Regions from separate parts of the Hordeum vulgare genome. Here region 2 is linked to region 1. The links are chromatin contacts, called in public Hi-C maps. All regions are on one chromosome and are shown on one strand. The core of a region is the stretch at or near the end of the contact, and the rest is flanking DNA. Distances in the headings are between cores, read along the strand shown. Region 1 holds the start of LOC123440244. Region 2 holds the start of LOC123440245 (dihydroorotase, mitochondrial).

The links. A called contact is a pair of places that touch in the nucleus more often than the background predicts.
Region 2: a Hi-C map of seedling shows a contact between it and region 1, with 3 times the contacts expected there. The contact joins the promoter of LOC123440245 here to the promoter of LOC123440244 in region 1. A contact is called at or near these places in 2 of 6 Hi-C or Micro-C datasets (leaf and seedling).

What each region holds. Positions count from the first base shown.
Region 1 is chr3H:483,701,195-483,707,309 of MorexV3_pseudomolecules_assembly, forward strand. LOC123440244 reads left to right here and starts at 2,936. Exons shown (of 3, transcript XM_045116824.1): 1 at 2,936-3,273; 2 at 3,405-3,621; 3 at 4,257-4,930. The coding sequence starts at 3,103. The coding sequence ends at 4,657.
Region 2 is chr3H:484,234,685-484,240,799 of MorexV3_pseudomolecules_assembly, forward strand. It overlaps LOC123440245 (dihydroorotase, mitochondrial), which reads left to right and starts at 2,211. Exons shown (of 8, transcript XM_045116825.1): 1 at 2,211-2,478; 2 at 2,601-2,923; 3 at 3,023-3,204; 4 at 3,544-3,680; 5 at 3,901-4,066; 6 at 4,144-4,260; 7 at 4,664-4,824; 8 at 5,045-5,548. The coding sequence starts at 2,688. The coding sequence ends at 5,248.

The DNA.
Region 1 (6,115 bases), core at 1,686-4,185:
GCCTCCGTTCCCTGTGATCCATCTCTCCAAGCTATTTTATTCTCTAAGTACTGTAGAACTGAGTGGAGGGTCTTGGAATGAAGAAGTTTCAGAAGAAAGAATGCGCAATGATTACCGTGTTCCTATTTCAATTTGTCGTGCGATGCTGATGCAGGGGACTTCGGACCTAATCTAGCAGAGCATGTACTAGCCATGTCATTGGCCATCATTGTTTAGGACAAGCTCTCGTGGAGCGTGGAATTCCGTGTGCGGCGTGTGGGTGTGGCTACCAACCTCGCCCGGCCGTTGCAAAGCTGAAAGCCCGAAACCACGGGTGCATTTTACATATGTTCAGTTCAGGTCCAAGATGCCGTTAACCCTGACATGCCATGCACATTGGCATATACCCTGATCGAATCATCCGCCGCGCGAATCAAGCTTTCTTTGGCGAGGCATCCGTGGATTAAAACGTGTGAGTGACCAGATCCAGGCGTAGGAAACACCATGTCACTCACTCTATCAGAAAAGAAAAAGATCTAACTCTACTCTCTCTCTCTCTCTCTCCCATGCTATACTATTCATTCGCCGTTCACATGGCGAAGATAATGTTAACTAACGTCAAGCACAGGGCTGATGATATTTGTAGTAGCTAATGAAAGGTCGTCTTATAGCTAACGAGAGGTCTTATTCGGCGGGAGCATGGAGCAGTTTTCACGAGAGCGACGCAGAGAATAAGAAATTAATCTGTCGATCTGTGGGGGATCACACAGTTAGTTTTAGTAGTACCTGACCCCAGCCGGTGATCAGTGAGCGAGATCGACCTGCACGGCTGGGAATCGGTCTCGCGCGCATTCCTCAAATCCCGTACGTAAACCTGACCTTTCATCGTGTCCTTGGCTGGGCCCTGTTACTCGTCAGTTCGCAGAATGGATATTCGGCAGCAATCAGCAGGATAATGCGGGTGCACCGGAAATGTAGCCTGAATCAGTCGAGATCCGCATCAGTCGGCCGGCGACGCACGCCGACGATGCTGCGGCCGCGGAGATAGATGCCGCGCGGATATGCCGGCGCGAGGGATATCCACTGGGGAGGTGCGGTACCGGGCGAGGTGCCGGGGAGGGGGTGGATTCCCGCCGCGGCGGCACGGCGGCGCTGTCGCCGCGGATGATCGCAAGGCGCCAACCCGGGCTAATCATGGCAGCGTGGAGGGGAGAACCCCTCGTGGAATTATTGGGCGCTTCTCCCCGACGTAGCGGGGCGGGCTGCTGGATCGCCTCTGGCCTGGATCATGTGCATACCCGTGTGCCCTCGTGGTCATCGGCGCTCTCTTGATGAATGCACTACTGCAATGCTAGTAGCAGTAGCGTGTTCGTTTGTTCGGGGTTTCTGTGTGTGCTCTCCTTATGTTAACAGAGAGGGTGAAAATCCAAGCGTCGTTACCTTGACAGATGCATTGCTTGAAGTTTGTTTGGGCTTGATCTTCGGAATGAGAACTCACGATCTGACATTAGATAGTTGGATCCAACAATGACGGCGTTTGCGCATCGTTTTCTCCCTTTCGAAATAGGCTTTTGCTTCGCTTTTATAAATAACGCATCAAGTTTACAATCAGGAGTACTACAACAAATGCCACGGTCTGCCGGTGCCACAACACAAACACATCCAGAAAACCAGAAAATAAGTCATAAAAAAGCCACCAAGTGATCAAGTCATCCATGGGAGGCCGGATAGGCAAGGCGACATGCCATAGCCTGAAGAGCATCCAACATCCGGTCAAGGCGCGACTGATCCCTCGACCTAGCCAACATGTGTTAGTATTGCAGGAACACAAGAAATTTAAAGAAAGCGCCAGAAGCACGACGTAAGAAGATCTTCTCAATCACCATCCTATTTTGCGTGGTCCAACGAGTCAATGTCAGAGCAGCAAAAATCAGTCAGAAGAGACGTTTATGACTGCCAATCTGCATCGCTTTGACCTGCAAGAAGTCAACCAAATCATATGCCATGCACTGAGGCTCAAGGGCCTCACGAATAAACGTCCAAAGCAATCTAGCCGGAGTGCAGGAGAAGAGGATGTGTGACCCTTTTTCCATGACATTACACAAAGGGCATAACCCATTACCCAGGCCATGCCTCTTGAACACCTCCATCCATTAACCACGAACCTATCACATGTTCATTCTTTCAGATATTGTCAATGCACACAAAATTCTGAATCACTCTTGGACTACCTTCCAACCTCTGCGTTGACGCTGGAGCAGACGCCGTCGAAACGACGGAGCTCGAGGACACAGGTCCACCATAAGGATGTCGTCGTCGCCACGATATCCCCGCTTGAACAGACCGATTCGTAAATCCGTCGGCGATCACACAGACGATCGCCTCGTCGAAGAAGAATTCGGAGCTTCTTTATTCAGCATCGTCATTGTCATTGCCGCCAAAGCCATGACATCGTACGACCCAAAAAAGTAAGCTATTAGGGTCCTAAAACCTAAAGCAAAAAAGATCCGGCGACTTTCCTCACGACCGATGACCAAAACGTCGCCGACGGAGGAGAGCCACCGGTAAATGGCGTCGGAAAGTTGATTCTCTTGACGGCGGCGTTTGCCATTTTCTTTTCTTGAAATGCATGGTGACCGCGGTATCTATACCTTCTCATTGTATCATGAGCAAACCATGAAAACCATTGGCAAGCGTGGTATCCCGAAAATACTTGCCATTGCCAAGCATTACGGACGAAACGGCTCGACGTCGCGCGCAAAGAATCCGGGCTGGTCCCTGACGTGGATCCGTGCTGTTCCCGTGCGCCAACCAACAACCAGGCCCCACTAATCCAGCCTCCAATCGTCTCATCTTCATCAGGGGCCCCACCCCAACAGTACCACCACCCAGCTTCACCGCTGCCCATTCTCCACGTCCGCCCGACACTCCCGGCGACCCATATTTATAGCCGCCCCGGGCTGGAAGGAGTCGGATCACAGCTCCGTCGAGCCAGCAGCTGAGCCCTGAGCAGCACACAGAGAAAGGATCACATCACACCCCCAGCTCGCGGCGATCAAGCAGCCAGAGCCAAGAGATCACAAGTCCAAAACACACACACGGACACACACTCACAAAGTCACAATGGTTGTGGAAGAGGCGATGGATGGCGACATGAGCCTGTCGAACATGGTGCTGAGCTTCCTGGAGGAGGGAGAGACGGAGAGATGGCCGGAGAACGACGACGAGGAGGAGGACGAGGAGGGATCCGCCGAGAGCAAGGCATTCTGGCGCGCCCAGCACTCCCAGCTTCACGTGAGTTCTTCTCCTCCGTTGGGTATCCACTTCTTCTGCCCGAGTGTCCCTGTTCGTCGCCGACCAGCCAAGAGCCCAAGAGTTCGATCGCAAGCGGGTGCTGATGGGAGGGACGCCATGTTTGCTTGCAGGAGGCTTTGGGCAAGACCAGCGCGGCCGAGGGCAGGATCCGGGCGGTCACGGAGGAGGCCGTGGGGAAGAGGGCCGTCTGCTCCTGCGCGAGGCGGGCGGCGGCCGGCGACTGCCGGAGCTGCATGCTGCGGCACGCCGTCGAGCGGCTCCGCGACGCCGGGTACAACGGCGCCATCTGCAGGTCCAAGTGGGCGCGGTCCCTGGATATCCCCTCAGGTAATTGGTTGCTTTCGAGCCACAGTAGTTGGCTCCTCCTGGAGTACAGTACTAATCTTCAGTTCAGACGGCGTAATAATAATTAGTTTAATGAAAGAGCTGTCAGTTCCAGCAGAAAAGCGCATGCACGGTTGGCCTGAACCGTGTGGTGTGGCCTTAGGTCGTCTGACCCGCCGTGCCGATCGGAGGGATCCGTGTTTTGATCCTTCTGACGAAGCATTCTTCGTTTTGTTCTGCCGTTTATATAGGGTTTAATTTAATCACAGAACCATATTCGCTTACTAACCATAGTAGAATTTTTTTCCGTTAAAAACTGGGTAGGAAAGATGAGCTTTAGTAACTTGTCAATTCTATAATGTCACCCGCCTCACATCACATGGACCTGGTCTGGTCATCCATCCTACGCCTAAAGAAACAGACGGTTCCAAGTAAATGTCAGGCAGGCACCGGTCACCGTCTCCATTATTTCCTGACCGCCCGTGACACGAACCCGTCGTGCAGATGTTAGTGTTCGTATTACACCACGTTTAATGGCTGCCGAGACCTGCACCTGCACGACAGAACGACTCATCATGCCAAACCGAACCGCCCGCGAAGTTCGGCGTCGACCGAAGCTGACGTTTTTCTTCCTTCAGGCGAGCACAGCTACGTGGACGTGGTGCTGCAGACGAGGAGCGGCAAGGCGGTGAGGGTGGTGGTGGAGCCGAGCTTCCGGGCCGAGTTCGAGGTGGCGCGCGCCGGCGCCGGGTACCGCGCGCTGGTGGCGGCGCTGCCGGAGGCGTACGTCGGCCGCGCCGACCGGCTGCGCGGCGTCGTCAAGGCCATGTGCGCCGCCGCCAAGCAGTGCATGAAGGAGAACAAGATGCACCTCGGGCCGTGGAGGAAGCACAAGTACATGCAGTCCAAGTGGCTCGGCACGTCGTCCGAGCGGGAGGCGCCGCTGCTCGACGCGGTGCCGTCGCCGGAGAAGCAGCCCAAGCTCAGGGCGTCCATGCTCAGCTTCGACTTCGGCCGGGCCCCGGTGGTGGTTGCGTGACGCGTGCATGGCGGACAACGAGAGGAGTATGATAATGGCATTGGCATGGTGGTCACATGCCCACGTGTATGTATGTACCCATGTTGTAGACCGCGTGCCGTGCCCATGCCATGCCGGGGGTTGTAGTAGGCTAGTAGCACCTGATTGATAGTAGAGTGTGTAACGGGGATTCTAGGCTGTACGTATTCGGGATTTGTAATTTCATGAATCTGCTCTTGAAGATGAGAAATCTGCTGATGGAGACAGAGTAAAAGAAAAATGGCAGTTTTCACATACCAGAGGCTAATTATTATTTTTTGGAACGGATCAAAGGCTAATTTTCATGTCTTAACTTAATTAGAACAAAAGTAAAACGAGATAACTAGGGCCAAGAGCACATTCCCTCAATCTAAGTCTGCCTCTATGACCGGTGGTGGCAGGGACGGAATTACGGTGTCTATGTTTCAGTTAGTAAATTGGTTAGGGTTAGATCTTCATGGAGGTGGCACTCACGAGGTGGAGATAGAGTAAAAAATAATCATTTTTCACATATCAAAGGCTAATTATTATTTTTTGGAAAGGATCAAAGGCTAATTTTCATGTCCTAACTTTGTTAGAGCATCTTCAATAGCATTGCTATCCGACTTGCTAAAAACTAGATATATAACAAGAGAAAAGAGAAGATTTGATAACCCCAATAGTTTTTTGCTTCAACAACATTGCTATAAAATTTAGCAAGCCTTTCAATGACATGTGGGGACCTGTGCCAGGCCCAGGAAGGTAGGAATCTAGGGGGCGGTGGGGTCCACTTATCAATGGAACAAAGGAATGTAGGGGACCAAAAAAACTGAGCTGTTAAAAATTATAACAAGTGTCTCTTCACTTTGCAAATATACCAAGTGTGGATGTAAATATAGCAAGCTTTGTAAAACAATTTATGAGAGAACCACTTATACAAAGGTTGTTGGAGCAACATTTTTGAACCAAATTGCTATATTTCTAGTTTTTAGCAATCCTAGCCAAATATACAAAGGCTCTCGGAGATGCTCTTAGAACAAAAAAAAAACTAGATGACTAGGGCCAAGAGCACATTCCCTCAATCTCTCCCGCTATAACTGCTAGTGGCAGGGACGGAATTCCGGTGTGTAAGTTCCAGTTTAGCAAATTGGTTAGGGTTAGAGCATCTACACCCACACCCTCAAACGTTCCTCCAACGTTTGTGTAGGTTACGCGGTTATTGTCCGGTCAAAAAAATCGATTTAGACGGATCTGTCAAACCGGCCTCAAGCGTCCGTATTGACCGACGTCCTTCATTTTCAGTCCAAATATGGGACAGATATGGGGAAGCCCGGGCGCGTCCGGACACGACCGTGTGGCCCACACTGGTCCGCATAGACCTCATATATATTAGAACAAAAAAACTAGATAACTAGGGCCAAGAGCATATTCCCTCAATCTTTGTGTGTCGCTATGACTGCT
Region 2 (6,115 bases), core at 961-3,460, 530 kb after region 1:
TCGCTCTCCGGAAAGCGATTTTCCCGCCTGGATCTTCATGGATTCCGTGTAGTTTGTGGGGGGGGGGGTTGCTAATCTTGCACAATAATCTATCACGATTTATCTGCACCATCCAGCTGCATCGTTTTGCAGTGTGTACATGTTGAACACACTATTATCAAAGGTTGTTGTCTGATGAGACCCATTCTAACTGGCTTTCCAAGTTCATCTATTATCAAAGATTTGTAGTTTTTTGTGGTGTCCGACAGAATCTGAATATGTAACGTAAACCAAAGTTATCATTAAATATTAGACAAATCGTTCTTGGTAGCCTATCTCTTCGGTTCAGGAAATTGACAAGCACCCAGTTTCATTTTGGCTGAACATATATCTTCACGAAAACAATATTGGGAAACATACATTAAGTTTCGGTTCAGGAAATGTCTGGTATCTTAACTTATCAGATACGTTTCAGCTGTCAACCATTAATTTTTGCAGTATCTAGTGAAAGGATTGTACATAAAGATGTCAGTGCAGTTTTGTACATATCTTTGTTGGTAAAAACAATTTGTACTTCCATATCTATTTTATATTATTTTTCTAACTAAGAACCTCCATGTTGGAACGTTAGTGGATGGAACTATATTATAAGACTTGCATTCATACATCATGGTCCATGTCAGTGCAGTTTTTTTAGTTGCTTATAGGTGGGAGGTCAACAACAACCATTTCTCTATCAAGTACCCCCTTTGCCATCCTGATATGCACATGGAGCATGGTGCTCTTGACTTGCCAAATTTTCTATTATGAATGATTTGATCTGCTGTTTCTTTGTGTAATATACTCTGCTGGTTTAAATCTGATTATATATGTTTAAATGGTTTGGTTTTTTCCAATGCAGTGTGCTCTAAGAATTTGAGGAATGTCTACCTCAGAGTGTTCTGAGACCGCCGATTCCATGGATGAGGATATGAGTCAAGTACCACATGGTAGAAGGTCCAAAGTATGGGACCACTATGAACAAGAACTGGTTGTCGTAGAAGGAGACCCAAGGCCGTGTGCAAATACTGTCGAGGGCAATTTCACACCAAGTTTGGAACTAGCAGTTTGAGAACCCATATTGCAAAGGCTTGCCGATCAATTGAGGATGCTTGCAGGAAGAGGTTTCTATTGACCATGAAAAAAGCCATCCGAAGGCCTGTTCGTGTTTGATGAAAAAGTTAGTCGTGAACTAATGGTCAAGTTTTGCATCCATGCTGAGATCCCCTTTCTTAAGTTTGAAGATCCACACCTTCAGCCATGGATTGACTCATTGCAGCCAGCATTTCAAATAAGGGTCGTCACACGATTCGTGATGATGCACTGAAGATGTATAAGGGAATGAAGAAAGATATCGAAGTTGAGCTCCAAAATTTGGACTCCCGCATTTGCTTAACATCTGACATGCGGACATCATCACAGAATTTGGGCTACATGTCCATCATCGCCCATTATATCGATGCAGAATTCAACTACAAGAAGAAGATCATAAGTTTCACAAACGTGAAGTATCCCCACACAGGCTATGCAATAGAAGACGTTGGTTGCTTAACAGAATGGGGCATAAGGGGCAAGCTATTCACTTTGACACTAGATAACGCGAGTAATAACGCTAATGCATGTAATGAGTTAATAAAATATCACAAGCATGAGCTGCTCCTTGAAGGTCAACATTTGCATGTCAAGTGTTGTGCACACATTCTTAATATCTTGGTTGAGGATGGAATGAAAATAATCCATGGAGCCATTGACAAGATACGTGAGCTGCTGAAATATATTGACTCTTCTTCTTCAAGGCTTCAAGAAAGTCACAAATAGCTTCTCCCCTCAGCCATTCTTCCTCAATTGGAGATTCTATCATCTTTCGATTGGCGTAACTAGTTATGTATTGGGTTCAAACTGGTTTGGGTCAGGAAAATATTGGGTTTAGTTTTGATTGGGCTAAAAATGATATTAATTAGTTATAGTTCAGGTTTGGTTTTGATACATAGGTGTATGAGTATGGTTTAGTTATGGTTTTATTATGAACCCGTTCTCAGATTTAAGTGCGCTGCCTACGTAGCTGCGCGCATGCATACGGCGGCAGGGGCGGAGCTCTGTAGGGGCAAACCTGGGCCATGGCCCGCCCAGGAATTTAAGAAGAAAAAAATTACTACTACTAAGCCCAGCCCACCGAACACTAAGCCCAGCCAGCAGCCTCCCCTCGGCCTCGTCGCCGCACGCTGCTGTACAGCGGCGGCGCTCCCGGCTTCCCCCATCTTGTAGGCGCCGCCGACGCCGACCGCCGTCTCGCGCCGCCCACCGTCCCTCGTATCGTGCCGCAACCGCCGCGGCGACGCCCGCCGGTATCTCGCCTCGCCCTGAGCTGCTCTCTCCCGCCGCTCGTCATCCGCCGCCGCCGGGATCCAGTGCGTCGTCCGTGCTGCCTGCGTGACCTACTGCCAATCTTCAAGGCTACAGGCAAGCTCTCGGTTTTCTGATTTTGTTCGTCATTTTTGGGTTCTGCGTATATAAATTACTTAACCGAGCAAACACGGAGCTGTACTAACCAAATCTTCGGTTTCTACCTACCGAACGCCCAGGCCTCTCGCCGCTCCACGCCGGACTCGCCACCGGAGGAGGACCAAGATAAACAACCAAAACCGAATCCGAATAAAGCCGCCAAGTCAATGCAGGCCGCGATCACCGCCACCGTCTCCGCGAACCCGCATCTGAAGCCTCTGGTCTCCTTGCTGCGGCCGTCGCCTGCGCACCGGGTCCGAACCCACCTTCCTCGCCACCGCCCCAACACGAGGGCGAGCGCCATGGCCACCTCCACGCCGCAGGAGCTTACCATCACGCGCCCCGACGACTGGCACCTCCACCTCCGCGACGGCGACGTGCTGGCCGCGGTGCTCCCCCACAGGTTTTGCTCCTTCTGATAATGCACTCTTACTGTTCGATGAAATGCCTCAGAGAGCTTAACAGGCAGGGTGTCCGTGTATTGTTGTGTGCTCTGTGGCAGCGCGAGGCATTTTGAGAGAGCCATCGTGATGCCCAACCTGAAGCCACCGGTTACAACAACGGCACGTGCGATCGCGTACAGAGATGAGATCCTGAAGGCGCTGCCTCCGGGGAGCAGCTTTGTGCCGCTCATGACGCTATACCTTACGGACAGCACTAGCCCGGAAGAAATTAAGATCGCAAGTACGGACTTCTACCGCAATTGGTTCTTTAGCTGTTTTTTTTTTTCTATTTGTACTTCATGGTTGCATCTCATGATCTGTCTCCCAACTAGCGAAAAAAAAATCAAATTTATAGTCAGCCCTATTATTTGTTAGTGTTGATGTGCATTTGCGTGACGAGTTTGTTACCACATAGTTAGTGTATGTTAGAAGTTAGAATAAGCTTTATTAACATGATTACAGTTATTCCCTTAACGATTCTCGGCCATCTTGTAAGTAAATGTTATGCTCCTCCTTTAGCCATGAATTATGAAATCATAATGTTTATGTTGCATGTCATATTTGTTTTGTTGATTTGTAGGAAAGAGTGGTGTGGTTTTTGCTGTCAAGTTGTATCCTGCTGGAGCAACTACTAACTCCCAAGACGGCGTAACTGATATTTTGGGAAAATGCTTGCCTGTCCTTGAAGAGATGGTCAAGCAGGAGATGCCTTTACTTGTAAGTAATTATTGCTCTTCTCCCTACACAGAATCCTAAAGTTTTGCTTCATCTGCCAAGTTGGTCTCTAGTTTTACTTCAGATGTTAAATGGGCTTGTCATCTGTTGTTTTGACAATACCGAACTAATCAAAAAGTTGTTTGTCAGAGTTAGTAATATTGATTCATGTACAGTCAATGCCAACATGGTCACCTTTATGGCTATTTTTCATTTCCTTCAGGTTCATGGAGAAGTCACAGATCCTCATGTTGACACCTTTGACCGCGAGAAGGTCTTCATTGAGAGAATATTAGCACCACTTGTACAAAAACTTCCACAGCTGAAAATCGTTATGGAACATATCACTACTATGGATGCAGTGAACTTCGTAGAGTCATGCAAAGAAGGTATATACTGTTACAATGACCCTTAGTGCTTTTGTTTGCCCTTATACATGGTTCTTACATTTTTTGTGTGTTTTCAGGTCATGTTGCTGCAACAGTGACTCCACAGCATCTCCTTCTAAACAGGAATGCGTTGTTTCAGGGTGGTTTACAGCCTCACAATTATTGCTTGCCAGTTCTCAAGAGAGAAACTCACAGTATGTTCTGGACACTCTGGTGTGCCTAACTCACACAAGTTTCCAGTCTCGTATCTGTAATTCTGCACAACTTCTTACCATTAATTATTGTTCTTGGCGAGATACTTGGTACACTAAAACCACGACAAGTATTTTGGAACGGAGGGAGTAGAAAACATTGACTTGGACATTGCTATTCTTGCATTACATTATCATGTTCCTTTTGATGATTATATTCAGCTTCTTGCCCTGCATTACTTTTGAATACATGAACATGGCTGTGGACCATGTTGCATTCTTTTATTGTCACCTTCATTTGTAGGATAGCACTACCGATTTCCTTGGCAGAAAATATGCTCAATTGCCCTTTTCTTCTTTCTACAGCATCCCATGTGTTTAACTGTCTCTGAATCTTCTACCTCAGGGCAAGCTATTGTTTCTGCTGTAACGAGTGGGAGCAGACAATACTTTCTCGGTACCGACAGTGCTCCCCATGATAAACGGATGAAGGAGTGCTCCTGTGGATGTGCTGGAATATATAGTGCTCCTGTCGCTCTTTCTCTTTACGCGAAGGTATTTGAACAGGTAATATATTTGTTTTTCTCTGTTTCTCTCTCATTATCATGGGAGTTCAAGTATTTCATTTGGCCTGGATTGTTACCATCTTAGTAGAAACTACAGTCATGATTATTTCAGCTACAAAAAGCTATCACAATCTTACAGCCAAAGAACTACTCTATCGGACATGAAAATGTTACAATTTCCTATTAAACTGTTTCCTGGACATATTTTTTTCCTGTTTCAGGCTGGTGCACTTGATAAGCTGGAGGCATTTACAAGCTTCAACGGGCCTGACTTTTATGGTCTCCCAAGGAACACATCAAAGATTGTTCTCAGAAGGAGCCCCTGGAAAGTGCCTGCGACTTATGCGTACGGTTCAGGGGTGATTGTGCCCATGTCCACCGGCAACACTCTCGAATGGCTTCCGTCCGATCAGCCTGAAGAATAAGGAAAATAAAGACTATCCATTTGGGGGAGAAACAATAAGTGGAGCCGTTCCATCTTTTCCCCTTTCTGTAGAATGAGCCTGACAAACATGGTTTTGGTCTTAAAACTCCTTGTGTGGGACTCTTAGACCCTGTTCGGTAATCCTCCAGCTCCCGGAATCCGCGGAGCTGGAAAACTGCAGCTCCACCAGCTCCGGGAGCAGAGTTGGGGAGCGGCAGGATACCGAATAGGGTCTTAATAGCAACTTTGTAAGATAAACTTATTTGAAGCAATGGCAAATAAGAGGTTATGTTTCTCTGAATGAAAGTGTCGTGGGTATAAGTCTGACAGTAGATGTGTAGGGTATGAAAGGATGAGCAGAGCCTTAGCTACGGCGAGGTTGTATGAGTTCAGGCCCCTCTGCGGTGGAGGTAAAAGCCCTACGTCTCAGTGCTCTTGGGAGCTTAGTGTCGAGTGGAATATAGGATTACAGTAAATGTCAACCCCTGCACCAGTGGGGAAGGGCGGCTTATATAGAGTGCACTGCCCTTCACAACGGTCCGGTGGACAAGGGTGGAGTAGTGGCGAATAAATGCCTACGTTACAGGTAACGTATGTCTTAAATGCTAATAATGATGTATGAAAACGTATGACCGTTGCCCTCCCGGGAGGTTACGATGTACAGAGTGGAATTCAGTCGGTACGATAAATACGCTTCGAATGCTCGTCACCGACTGGATGATGGGGGTCCTTAGTTCAGTCGGAACTGTCTAAGGGCCTTGCCCTCTGTGAAGGGTAGTCCTTGAGTAGGACCTATAGGGCAGACCTATGACCCTACCCTGGGACTATAGCCCCATCATTAGTCCCCGAATGGATCGGGGTTGGAACG